Linked DNA regions of Zea mays: region 2 is linked to region 1. The links are chromatin contacts, called in public Hi-C maps. All regions are on one chromosome and are shown on one strand. The core of a region is the stretch at or near the end of the contact, and the rest is flanking DNA. Distances in the headings are between cores, read along the strand shown. Region 1 holds the start of LOC100273199. Region 2 has its middle 20 kb from the start of ms23.

What was found. Hi-C and Micro-C count contacts between places; a contact is called where the count stands out from the background.
Region 2: a Hi-C map of an unstated tissue shows a contact between it and region 1, with 2.4 times the contacts expected there. The contact joins the enhancer-like site here to the promoter of LOC100273199 in region 1. A contact is called at or near these places in 2 of 25 Hi-C or Micro-C datasets (tassel and an unstated tissue).

Annotation. Positions count from the first base shown.
Region 1 is chr8:261,459-267,752 of Zm-B73-REFERENCE-NAM-5.0, reverse strand. It overlaps LOC100273199, which reads right to left and starts at 4,033. Exons shown (of 4, transcript NM_001147643.1): 1 at 3,552-4,033; 2 at 2,649-2,843; 3 at 2,314-2,549; 4 at 1,473-2,213. The coding sequence starts at 3,731. The coding sequence ends at 1,634.
Region 2 is chr8:418,855-426,012 of Zm-B73-REFERENCE-NAM-5.0, reverse strand. No RefSeq gene overlaps it. Among protein-coding and RNA genes, the nearest start is that of ms23, 20 kb to the left of the region's middle. Within about 2 kb of position 1,517, at least 6 of the 20 cell types and tissues checked have an H3K27ac peak or open chromatin away from gene starts, as enhancers often do. A contact at or near this core is called in tassel, where this site is marked.

The DNA of each region.
Region 1 (6,294 bases), core at 2,784-5,283:
ACATATTTTCTAAAATATTAGATTCATTGCTAATAACAAAACCAACGGATTTTAGCTAAAGTTATCACTTGATATTTGTCGTGTGCGCGACGAATTTGTCGAGTACCTACACAAATGGACAGATTTTCATGAATTCTCGGGGCTCGTTGAAATTTTGAGTTCTCTTAAAAATTCGTAAGTTGCCTCATGAATAATAGAGTCATTATATAAAAGTTGAATCTCATCAATCGGCCGTTCATCAAGATGGCTTGTCTATTATTTTCGTATTGTTTCTGCACTGCAATTTTAGTTTAGTAAATCAATTAGCTAGAAAATAAACTCACGGAGTAGGGCAATTTCTTATTCCATGTTGAGGTCTGATGTGACTAAGTCTAGAAAGAAACTTGATAACACCATAACTCTACATCATTATAAAGTATATGTGTTTAATACAGCAGTTGATCAACAACTAAGGGGGTGTTTGGGAACAAAGTTTTTCTGCAGTTTTGGAAGAATACTGCAGTATTCTCAAATACTGCAGTATTATATACATAATGGTGTTTGGCAAGCTGGGTAAAATCTCTGTTTTCAAAACTGAAGTATTGCAAATACTATAGTTGTTTTAAGGCATTCTAAACTTAGCTCTGGACCTCAGTTTTCAAAACTGCGGTATTATAAACTACGGTATTGTCATAACTAAAGTATAGTATAGTATTTCAAAAACTGTAGTTTTCAAAAACTTTGTTCCCAAACAGGGCCTAAGAGTTAGAAGATCGCTTAAGCTCTTAAGCGACATAGCTTTTGTCGCTGTATATGGTGCAAGTTTACTTGATTAGCTTATTATCTATGCTTATATGCAAATTGTTATATGCATATATATAGATCATATGGTATTTTTTTCGTCTTATAGTATTGATTAATTGCTCCCCTATTAGTATTACTCTAATCCAGGCTCTGCCCCTGCCTAAGTTGCATAAGTGTTTACGGGTAGGGATAACAACACTTCAATCAAAACCGTAGATGCATATAAGAAAGTTTGGTTTTATTGTAGGAGAAGACGCTCCTGGAAGGCCGACCGAAGTTGATTTTGACGGTCTTCACGTCGGTTTCCTTATGGCTCAGAGTGGTTTTGGTGGTGGAATGGTTTCTATGGTTGTTTGTGGCTGGCTGGCTGGCTGGTCAACCTGAAATTGACGGGATTGGGGCACCGAGGCTATGTAATCGTTGATGAGGTCAGCCGGTGTTACTGTTGCTCTCCCGATTGAGCCGGATTTATTCTCCCTGTTCTATTATGGTCAAACAACGCGGCGGCGCTGGATTATTTGTTCCTTCTCGTTGACGGCAACCAGCCAGATGAGTTTGATAAAATCTTCATCGCATCAGGCAAGGCAACGGTGGTAGCGAACTAGAGTAGTTATTCTCTCTGCCAAACTGAGCCGAACCGAGCAACAATGGTAATGGTATGTACATCCCACAAAAGTACAAAACGGTGTGAAACAAAAGCGGCAGCGGCGGTGGGGGGAACTCTCTCTCAGCTACAAAATTGCTGGCCGTGTAAGCACAGCCGTACTAGACGGAACACCATCAGCGCCAATATTTACACAGCCACAGCACAGAAACACAGGCTGGCGCTGGCCTCTACAGATAGAAGCGTCTACTGGTCAGACTCGAGCCATCTCCTCAGCTTGCAGAGTGCCTCTGGCGACAAGCTCTTGCGGCACCTGATCCTTCCAGCCGGCACCTGCTCCGAGGGCGTAGCCGAGCCCCCGGCGAGGTCGGGGACAAAGCAGACAACGATCACGGTGAGGTTGTCGAAGGTCTCGAGCCTCTTCGCCTCCATGGCGAGCTCCTGGGCACTCCGCCCGGGGTCATCGTGCCTCCGGAGGCCCTTGCGGACCGTGCTCACCGCGTGCTGGCTGCTCATCACATCCCATATCCCATCGCAGCCGATGATGAGGAACTCGTCGTCTTCCGTCAGGGTGGTCCAGTGGATCTCTGGCTCTGCGATAAGGGGCGACGGAGAGCCTTGGGGCAGCTTCATGTCCCAGTCCCCTAAAGCCCGGGTCACAGAGAGTACGCCGTTGAGGTACCCATCTTCGATGTATCCACCGCACTCGATAACCCTTTGACGCTCTGCGTCGTATGTCGGCCTGTGATCCTTTGACACCTCCACCGCTGTCCCTTTCCTACACAGGACGGCGCGGCAGTCCCCAGCGTTTGCTACCAACAGTTGCCTGCAAGATAGGAACCAAAGATTAGATTGGTTTTTATCACATCACAGCACTGAAACAACCATTATGATCTGTAGAGAACTGGGTTCTGTTTTTAAATTACCTCCCAAGGACCAATGCTGTCAGCGCTGTGGTGCCAGAAGAACGGTTGATGACTGAATCATCAGCAAGTGCAAGGTCAGCCCGCAAGAAAGCTCTGCGGACCGAATCCTCAACAGATTCAGCAAATATTTTATCCTCTTGTGATGCTTGAGGGAAGTCAGCATCTTCAAAGAACAACCTCATTGCATGTGTTTTCATGTAGGCTGCTGCATCTGAACCCCCATGACCGTCAAACACCTAAATAGATGTTAAAAGAACAACCAATTCAATAGGGTTCAGAAACTCAGATTATAAATTTATGATCGTAATAAGCCTAACATCATTCAAAGTACATACCCCGTAGAACGCGCTAGGCGCAGAGACCATCAACAGTGAGCCAAGATGACCAGAAAGATCATCAATTCTAATATGCTCATCTTCCATGAACCGCCTAGGTCCAATATCAGCAAAGCTACCAGATCGAATGATAGGGACAAACTGCAGTTGTTCTGCAGATACACTACTCCCAGCATTAGAAGATCTCTTCAACTCCTGCGCCAAGCAGAAAATTGTTAGCTATGCTGCCGTCTTGTAGTTATATACATAATGCGACAAGCCTAAAATTTGGTTCTCTGATATGTGTAGTTAACACAACATCATAAAAGTTCTGTTTTTTTTAAAATTATGATCCGCCAACTATGACACTGTTAGCTATGCTGCTGTCTTGTAGTCATATACATAATGTGATAAACCTAAATTTTGGTTATCTGATATGTGTAGTTAACACAAAACACATCCTAAAGTTATCTTTTGTTTTTTTAATTATGATCCACCCAACTATGACATATTCAATTGACCAAACAACTATTCTTTTTCTTTCTGAATGATAACAATCAATTGATTAGGCAGCACAATAAACCAATTCCGAAGACCAAGCCAGCAAATACGTCATGAGATGGCGAATTAGACAGCTTCAGCAATAATTTTAGGAGAAGGCTATGTGCTAAGCATTTAAAATATGCAACTTATCAATATGTATCCTACACAAATGGATATGAACAAACAGAAACAGCAACCAAAAATAATAATAAAAGGAAAGAAAACCCTGTCCCTGGAAATTTAAGTTAATTCATGCAATTCACTATATTATCGACTTGTCGTACTCAAGAAATCAGAGCAAATAATACTCTTTGTGTGGTCCAAGTAAAATTTGACTAAACCGCAACAATAATCCAATAGAAGCTGAAACCGAAAACTCACCAGATCGGGCACCTCTACGGCAACCTCCAACAGCGCCTTCGGCGACGTCGCTGGCTGCACCTGCCCAGGCGCCACGGCAACCACCTCCTCCATGACATCGACGCTCTTAACGACGCACCGGTGGAGCGGCGGCTCCAGCAGCGGCACGACCTGATGCATGACCTCAGCCCCGGCTCCCATCTCCGCCTCTAATCCGCTGAACAACCGATTTTTTCCCAACAAGAAATCCTCCCAAAAATCACTCGCTTTTTTCGCACCCTGTGACCACAAGAACTCCCGATCCGATTCCAACTCTCTTCTTGGCCTCAAAATTCCTCCACCGCAAACAGATCGATCCGAGCACCGGCGGCTAATCTCGACGAGAAGCGCGCAAATCTCCTAAAGGAGCGGCCTTTCGACAATCAAAGAAAAAGAGGACCCGAAAGAAACTCTCCCCTCTTTTTTTTTCGTGTTCTTAAGAAAACGCAACACGGAGCACTGACCTGACCCGATCCGAACAAGAAAGAAGTGGCGGAGAAGCAGAGAGGTGTTTATTATTTATTCGCGCGTGGGGTAAGACGCGAGAGGACGGCGGCTGCCGGTGGGCGACGCGGCTCTGTGACCGGCAGGTGGCTGTTGCGGGGGCGGAGCCTAGGTACCGTGCGCGGGCAGGAGTACAGGGCTACCGCCACGCGTGCGCGGGGGGAGGGTGGTCGCCGGCCTCGTTTTGGCTAGGGCAGAATAAGCGATGATGCGTGCTTTTCACACCTTTGGCGTGTGGGAAACGGAGACCAGAGAGCCCGTTTTGGTTTTCCTTTTATCAATTATTACTAACAATAAAACAACATATAGATTATTTATCTGAATTTCCAGAGAGCCCGTTTTAGGAAACTTAGTTTCTTAGTAATTTCCAGGTTCATTATCTGAATTTGACGGAATTACATGGACTAGTGGATGTTGTTTTGATAGTTATTTAGGCAGCCATTGAAATTGAATGTACTAGAGCTAATAGCTAATGGTTAAAAATTTGATAGCGGAATTAACTAGATAACTATTAGGTGTTGTTTGTATCCTTCGTTTTAAAGGAATTGGAACTTACTTAATATGGTAGCATATTTAGTTTGGAATTTAACATTCCACCACTTTCCATAGTTTAGATATAAGTCTATCTCAAATTCCTTAACCTATGTTTGGACAGTTCTCTCACGCAATTTGGCTAAATTTTTTATGGTCTTTATTTTATTTTGAGAAATGATGTGGCATAAACACCGTCTAGTTATGCCTTGAATAGAGAGGATTATTAGAAAACTGGTATCACGAAAGGTCATTAGCTAGCACAATAATGTCTTCATCCATTAGTTGTACACTAATACCCTCTTGTGCGAATACAATGCCCTCAATATCATAGAAACACTATTTTAAGTTTCAAAGGTGATCTATTGTTTTGAATTCTTTATATTCCAACTTTTTATCAACTGTATGGTGGAAAATGGTGCCATATAACCTTGTTTGGACATAAACATCGTCTAAGGTATGCCTTGAATAGAGGAGATTATAGGAAACCTGGTATCACGAAAGGTCATTAGCTTGCCCAATAAAGTCTTCATCCACTAGTTGTACTCTAATACCCTCTCGTGCGAATACAGTGCCCCCAAAATCATAGAAACGTCATTTGTGGTTTAAAGGTGATCTATTGCTTTGAATTTTTTATATTCCAACTTTTTAGCAACTACATGGTGGAAAAAGGTGCCATAAAACCTTAACTTATGTTTGGATAGTTCTCTCACACAATTTGGCTAAATTTCCCATGGTCTTTATTTTATTTTGAGAAACGATGTGGCATACTGATGTATGGTGTTTTACTGGAGTGGACATAAACACCATCTAGGTATGTCTTGAATAGAGCGGATTATTGGAAACCTAGTATCACAAAAAAGTCATAAGCTAGCCCAATAACGTCTTCATCCAATAGTTGCACTCTAATACCCTCTCTTGCGAATAAAGTGCCCCCAAAATCATAGAAACGTCATTTGTGGTTTAAAAGGTGATTTATTGTTTTGAATTCTTTAGATTCCAACTTTTTAGCAACTGTATGGTGGAAATATATGCCTTACAACCTTAACCTATGTTTGGACAGTTCTCTCACTCAATTTGGCTAAATTTTCCATGGCCATTGTTTTATTTTGAGAAACGATGTGGCATAATGATGTGTGGTGTTTTACTTGAGTGGACATAAACACCATGTAGGTATGTCTTAAATAGAGGGGATTATAGGAAACCTGGTATCACAAAATGTCATTAGCTAGCCCAATAATGTCTTCATCCACTAGTTGTACTCTAATACCCTCTCGTGTGAATACAATGCCCCAATATCATAGAAACGTCATTTGAGGTTTAAAAGGTGATATATTGTTTTGAATTCTTTATACTCCACCTTTTTAGCAAATGTATGGTGGAAAAAGGTGCCTTACAACCTTAATCTATGTTTGGACAGTTTTCTCATGCAATTTGGCTAAATTTTCCATGGTCTTTATTTTCTTTTGAGAAACGATGTGGCATGTTGATGTGTGGTGTTTTACTTGACTAGACATAAACACCGTCTAGGTGTGCCTTGAATAGAGTGGATTATAGGAAACCTGGTTTCACAAAATGTCTTTAGCTAGCCCAATGATGTCTTCATCCTCTAGTTGTACTCTAATACTGAAAGTAGCCTAGAGGGGGGTGAATAGGCTACACCTGAAATTTTTCACTAAAAACTTCGAGA
Region 2 (7,158 bases), core at 268-2,767, 160 kb before region 1:
AACTATAGGGAACAATGGAGGTGGTGGGTCGAAATCCTGTGCATGTATTGGAACATCTCTGTCATCCTCTGCTGATCTACCAGGCGGGCCTCCCGCTCCGCCTCCTGCTCCGTCATCATCCTCGCCTCCATCTCTTGACGTTCCCTCCTCTCTTCTTCTAGCTGGGTCTGTAATATTCCAAGTCAATGTTATAGTAACTCAAAGAGAAGGTATATAACTCAAAAAATGACGAGTTATAGAAGCACTAACCTCGAGTTGCTGTATGCGATGTTGTGAGCTGTCATGCCGAGGTCGTATAGCTGGACTCGAGCCCGTGCTTCTTGCTCGCACCTATACAGAGTAGGAGTGGACGACGAGTTGATAAATTAAGAAGCAAACCAAACATGCCTTACATGCCTTACATTCGGCAACATATATAATCTCCTAACCTGTTATGCATCTACACATACACAATTTTTTAAGTTCATGCTCACTAATATGAGGTCGTTATTCCATTTTCCAGTTAAATTACTGAAATGGTAAGGACAAATGTGCTACATATTTTAAATTACATCTTTCTGCTTATTTGCTGTATCAATCTTCATGTTAATTTGAGCTGAACTATGTGCGAGCATTTTTCAGTCATTCTGTTCGATCTTTCTACTTATTCGCTGAAGCATTATAGAACCCATTTACTGCACCTACAGAAAATATGTGAGATGGAATGGCCAAATATGGTAAATGTTTTAATTTTCATCTTTCTGCCTAATTACCAAAACCAATATTGCTGTCCATTTTTACTTTATAGGTATACAGGTTCATGCACCTATAGACATAGTTAAGTTCAATGCATTAATAAAATCTACGTAATAAAATCTGTGACACATTAAATATGCATTTAAACTATTTTACATCAGTCTCCTTCATCTTGATTCCTTAGCTATAGTTTTCTTATCAATATGGTAAAGGTTTTAATTTCCATCTTTCTGCTTATTTACCAAAAGCAACATTGTTGTTTATTTTTACTTTATAGATTCTCTAAACATAATTAAGTTTAATGCATTAATATAATCTGTGTAATTAACAATTCTATCTGCTTCTCTAATAGCTCGATGACGCCCATGGTCATCTATGCAACATCAATCTCTTAGCGAATCTTGGTAGTTTAGTTATATTTCTGTTATCATTTATATTATCAAAATGTTTTCTACGCGAGCTGGGTGCGCGCTAATTACTAGTATATTACAACATGTAAGGGATTAGTGTTGAACAAAATCTAATTAATTTTCCTTGTTAATATTTATATATAGTGCTCTTTTATTTAGGTTGCTTGTTGTTATTTTGAGTTGCAAATTTTATGTAATTTAATTTATTGTTGTCTTCTATCTTATTTATTTTGTGATGCGTCTCTTTCCTATTGGTGCAATACTTGAACGAAAACTCAACAATGCAAAATCATTCGGATGACAGACAGGTAAAATGACATCGAATCTCGGTTTGAAGGTGGAACAGCGGGCCAAATTCAGCCCATCAGCGCTCCGCTTGACCCAGGTTGGGCGATCCAAAGTTTATATAGAAAGCTTGGCCCACGTCATCTCATTCGCTAATTTGGAATTTTAGTTAAAATTATACACTACACCGTCTATCAGTCATTCTCGACGGCCAGAAATAACGGTGGCCATCAGTATTTGTCCTGAACTTACTGATCTTTATAGGCAAGCTTTTGGAAAGTCTTGGCAGAACCATAGGTTTCGTTACCTGGTTGGCCGACATAAAAAATTCAATCTTCCTGCTGTAACAAGGTGATGACTCAGTCTATCCTTATCCATAATTTACCTTTGAACTAACATATTTTTCTCATGAAGTTGAAACATTTTAATTTTCTTGAATACAATATTTTTCTCTTAAGAGAATCTCCAATAAAATACCTCGAAATAATGCCCTAAAAACAATACTATATTATTTAAAGTATTTAGGGACTTGAAATAAATTAAGCTACAACCGTTAAACTGTAAAATAGGTACAGTTGAAGCTGTTTTTTATGAGTTGCATTCTAAATTTTAAAATAGGGCACTGAAGATAAAATATTTTTTTCTCAAACAGGACATTTTTAGTTGAAAAGTACCCGTCTATTGCTATTGAGAAAATTTGTAAAGAAGAACAAAGCAAATATGAGAACCCTGTCTTGTCGCCGATCGTTCAATATATTACCTCATCCTCAAGCTGTCTAGCATATTCACTAGTAGAAAAAGATCAAAGCCTACGTAAGATTTTATTTTTACATAAGGATTCAATTATCAATCGCTAGTACTATTTTTAGTGACGATGCATTAAAAAAAACCACTACAAATCATATTTCTATAGACGCATGTAGAAATAGAAATACATGATTTCTAGCTATGATTTTCTTAAGCAGTCACCACTAGAAATCATTTTTATCCTTATTTTTTGAGTTTTTTAAACCACCTCGGATGATAAAACTAGCAACATAAAGGTTGTAGATCTTGAAATGTTATAAAACTTTGTAGTTGACAACTTTTTTATTTGAAATCATCCCAGCTTTCAGAAATTGCATTTGAATTTGTTAAATTCTAAATGAAAATTTTGCAAACAACCTCGGATGAATTCGTTTACAGCCTCAAATTTTATCTATTTATACTTCAACCAGACTACAATATATCAAGACACGTTATAGGTGGAATGGTAGTGGAGATTTTGCGTGAGGGTGAGGTTGTCGGTTCGATTCCTCACCAGCTGTGTAGCCGTAAAATTTTGAAATAAGGCGGTCAGGCCCTGCCCTAATAAAAATATTTTTTGCAATTTTTAAACATATTTTATGTTTCCTAGAAAAGATTTTCACTAGCGGTTTTATTACCTCGACCACCAGTGAAAATTGTTATTCACTGGCGGTTTTCTTAGCCCGACCGCCTATATAGAGCTTCTCTGTATCAGTGAATGAAACCTATCTTTAGTTTGTTGTTTTAAAATGGTTTTTTAAAACTGGTACGAGAGTATTAAAGATTTCCCTATTTTTATTTGATTAGGTGAGTGCCCGTGCGTTGCAATAGGTGCATATAATACCATAGTAACTTATATACACAATGTGTGTTATACTATTATGAGAAAATGTTTCATAATCCATTTGTGATCATGGCCATACATAAATTTCGTTATTTTAATCTAGCTGTTTCACCACTAAATTGCAACCATCAGTATCATGCACACTTCGATATATGCCACAATTTTCATGGTCTCATCATTGAAGAGTACGTCCCACGCCTGTCGGAAGAAGTTCCCTCGTACATCGTCAGTCATCAGGCATGCACCACCATACGTGCTTGCTCAAACAAAAAAGCAAGTGTGTGTTTGCGAAGAGAATTAAAGGCAGACCAGTGCAAAATCTACCAGACGGTGGCGAGGATGACGAACTGATCATTGTTGTCGGTCCTCCTCTGTGTTACTTCCGGCGCCGAGATGACGTCATAGTCCATGATATAATAGTCATCGAATGCGCGCGACATGACGAGTACCCATGACTCTTGGCTGGGCTGCCAGACGAAGTGCACCTCGGGCTCATCAGCAAGGTAGTACACCTGGTCGTTACACCACCAGACGGGCTACTCCTCTACATACATCATGTTCGAGGTCGCTCGCACAACGTCAGCAACAATCGTCGTCCCAGTGCACAAGAATTCATGGTCGGCAGTAGGGACTTACATGGTAGGTTGGGCTTCAGATGGACGATGAGCTGGACGACATGATGGTGCCGTCATTGGATGCAGTGCCCAGAACAACCCGAGAGTCGCCGACGTTGGCAACGACCATAAGGTCCCCATGCTTGACGATGGACAACATAGTGCAGCTGCTCTGGACCGCGTCCAAGCGGCGGCTGCGTCGGAGCTTGTCATACACAGTGGCTCATGCGGCCACGTAGGACTGCTTCCAGAGGTCGAACTGGCAGTCATCAAGCTTCTTCTCGTTGTCGATGAGCGACGCCAACGCGAGCGCCTCCTGCTAGTGGTGTTTGTTCGGGGTTTCGAAGCAAGAAGCATGAATTCATCCTTGGCGTTGGTTTATGAAAATGACTCACAAGTCAGATCCATGGAAAAATATTACGGAGAATAAATGCCACGCATGCAAAAAAAGAAATTTAAATTGAAAATATTATTCAAACAAAAGAAATTGCATGCAAGGCTCTTCTTTAAATACTACTCCCTCCATCCAAAAATATAATTCAAGAATCTCGATGATACTTATCTACTACTATGCATTGTGCAAGGGTAGCAGGTGGGCTTGGGGAGAGATGTAGTAGATGTTTTCCCTGTCATAAATGTAGACATAAACACACATGTGGTGTAGTGCTAGCTACTACTCGTATTTACCTGAGAGGTCGTGGGTTCGAATCCCCTTGGGGGTCATTTGTGTTTTTTAATTTTAGCTAGACGTGGGTTGTACGTGAGAATGAGAATGGAAATGGAAATAGGCTTTTGCGGGGAGGGGTGAATGGGAAGGCAGAACAGGGAATGAGAATGGCAGAACATGGGTGGGGAGAAGGGAATGGTGGTAGAACACTAGGAATGGGCTACTGTAACGCCCTGAATTTGGGGGTAGAATTTTTTCTTCTTTTCTCTCACCAAATTCGGGAGTTACTCTCTTTTCTCTTCCTGTTTCGCTCCTTCTTCCTAATTTCAAACCAGTATAGTGACAGGTGTCCGTGTCATGTATAAACCAAAACCTAAGTGTCATGGGTGTTGCATCATGCCGAAACACGTTTCTTTGTCTGATGCCGTGTGTTCGTCTCGTTCCGTTTCGGATTTCAGTTTGCGATTTAATTCCGTTTAATGGTCGTGCGTGTCTTGGGTTTCGATCCGCGATGTGACCCAGCCCAGCCCAGCCCAGCTCGGCTCGCGTGCCCCCGGCGCCCCACACCCCCCATGCGCCCCCTCCTCCTCTCCGTCTCTCATTTGGATTTCCCGCGCAGCAACCTCCCTCTACCTCTTCCACCTCTCTCTCCCCGTGGTGCCCTAGGTTTTGGAGACGGTGATCGCCGGAGTTGGATCCCGAGGTGAGCTCCCCTCCCCTCCCTTCTTCTCTCTCTCTCTCTCCCTCTCCCTCCTCTTCTCCCCCTGCGCGCGCCCTCTCTTCTTCCCCCTGCGCGCGCCCCTGCCCTCCCTGCTCGCCGGCGGCGCGGCCCCGCCCCCCTCCCTGCTCGCGCGGCGGCGACCCCGCCCCTCCCCTGCCCGCGGCGGCGCGGCCCCGCTCCCCTGCTCGCGCGGCGCGCGCGGCCCCGCCCCCTCCCCTGCCCGCGGCGGCGCCCCCGTCCTCCCCTGCTCGCGCGCGGCGCGGCCCCCAGCGCGACGTCCCCGGCCCCTGCGCGCGACCTCGGCCCCCTGCGCGCGGCGTCCCGGCCCTCGGCGTGGCTCGCGTGGCCTTGGCGTGGCCTCGCGCTCCCCCGTTTACCCCTAACGCGTTCCCGCGTGCGCAACCCCACGCGCGCGGTGATTATTCTTGGTTTTTAGTTAGTTTCAAACTCCGTTAATTAGCTTGCTGTGTCGTGCGCTTCGTCGCGCGACGAATTTATCTAATTTCAGATTCTATGAATGTGTTGTGTCGTGCGCTTCGTCGCGCGACGATCCATTTTAATTTCAGGTTGTTTAATGTATAACGTCGCACGTGTATTCACGCGACGTTCCACTTAAGACTCAGTTCAGTTGACGTATGCCGTCGTGCGTTTCGTCGCGCGAAGCTTAACGTCTCTTTATAATTAATGCAAAGTGTCTCGTTGTGCGCTCGGTCGCGCGACGAGTCGTTGATTTCTTAATTTGATTTAGAGTGCTATGTCGCGCGCCTCGCCGCGTGACAATCCTTTTAATTTATCTTCATCTGATTATAATGATTAGACATGAAACATGAGTTTACTTTATGCTAAACGTAGTGTCTACAATAATGCCTTTCAATTGAGCGAGTGGTTTAATTCATAATAATGTAACGTGATCGTTTCTCGACTGTCTTTTCCTCTTTCTCTCTTAACCGTAATTGCGAGCCCGCGTGGAACGTCTGTTTACTTACTGCATTCTATTATATGGTGTACTGTTCTTTTGTATTAAATATGTGGATGTATGTATGTTTGCGCTCGCATAGAGAACTATCCGGTCGGAGAGCCCGAAGAACTCGCAGGAGAAGCCCCTGAGCAACAGTCGGTTGGTGGAGGCAAGTGTCCCTTGACCTATATTTGTCCTATACATTCTTTAATTCACCTCCCGCATTTCACAGTTATGCTTAAGGATTGACTAGCTTTTGTTATCCATGTCCTTGTTACCTATCTGGGTTGGATTATTATTGCTTAATCTTATGCTATTGCTCAACTCTAATCAATGAACATGATGAGAATTATCAATGATACGCTGTTTTCCCCTCTTTTATTATGATGTTATACTTGTGGTCTTCAAGGGGGCTCGAGCGGTTTCTCGAGTGCCTCTCCGTAAGGACCTGTTCGTTGGATGACTGCCCGGGAAAACAGTGCAACCATGAGGGTGGAATGGGGTGCCCTTAGCTAAATAATTAGAGGATCCGGAGTGTAGTTCGCTTAGCCGTCGTGCCGTCAATGGGGCTCGATGTATGCGGCTCGCTCTGCCAAGTTTGGGTTCGCCCCTTGGGGAGGAGTGCGGTGCATTTAGGAAACCTGACGGGCGGCTATAGCCCCAGGGAATCTTTGTAAAGGCTACGTAGTGATGCCCTGCTGGGTCACCTTGGTAGTGATCAATGGAGAGTCATGATCTCCGGGCAGAAAGGGAATCACGACTTGTGGGTAAAGTGCACAACCTCTGCAGAGTGTTTGAAAACTGATATATCAGTCGTGCTCGCGGTTATGAGTGGCCAAGGGAGCTCCAGTGATTAGTGATACTTGATCAGAGATGTTTGGATTGCAGGTGGCAATGAGATTGTTGGTTTTGGTATTGACTCTAGTAATGGTAAGTGGTACTCTTTCCGTTTGGAAAGGAGTACATTTGGGTTAATAACGTGGGTTAATTCTAAAACTTGGCTTTCTCTACTAGTAATAATAACCTGACCAACTAAAAGCAACTGCTTGACTTACCCCCACATAAAGCTAGTCCACTACAGCCAAACAGAATACTTGCTGAGTATGTTGATGTGTACTCACCCTTGCTCTACACACCA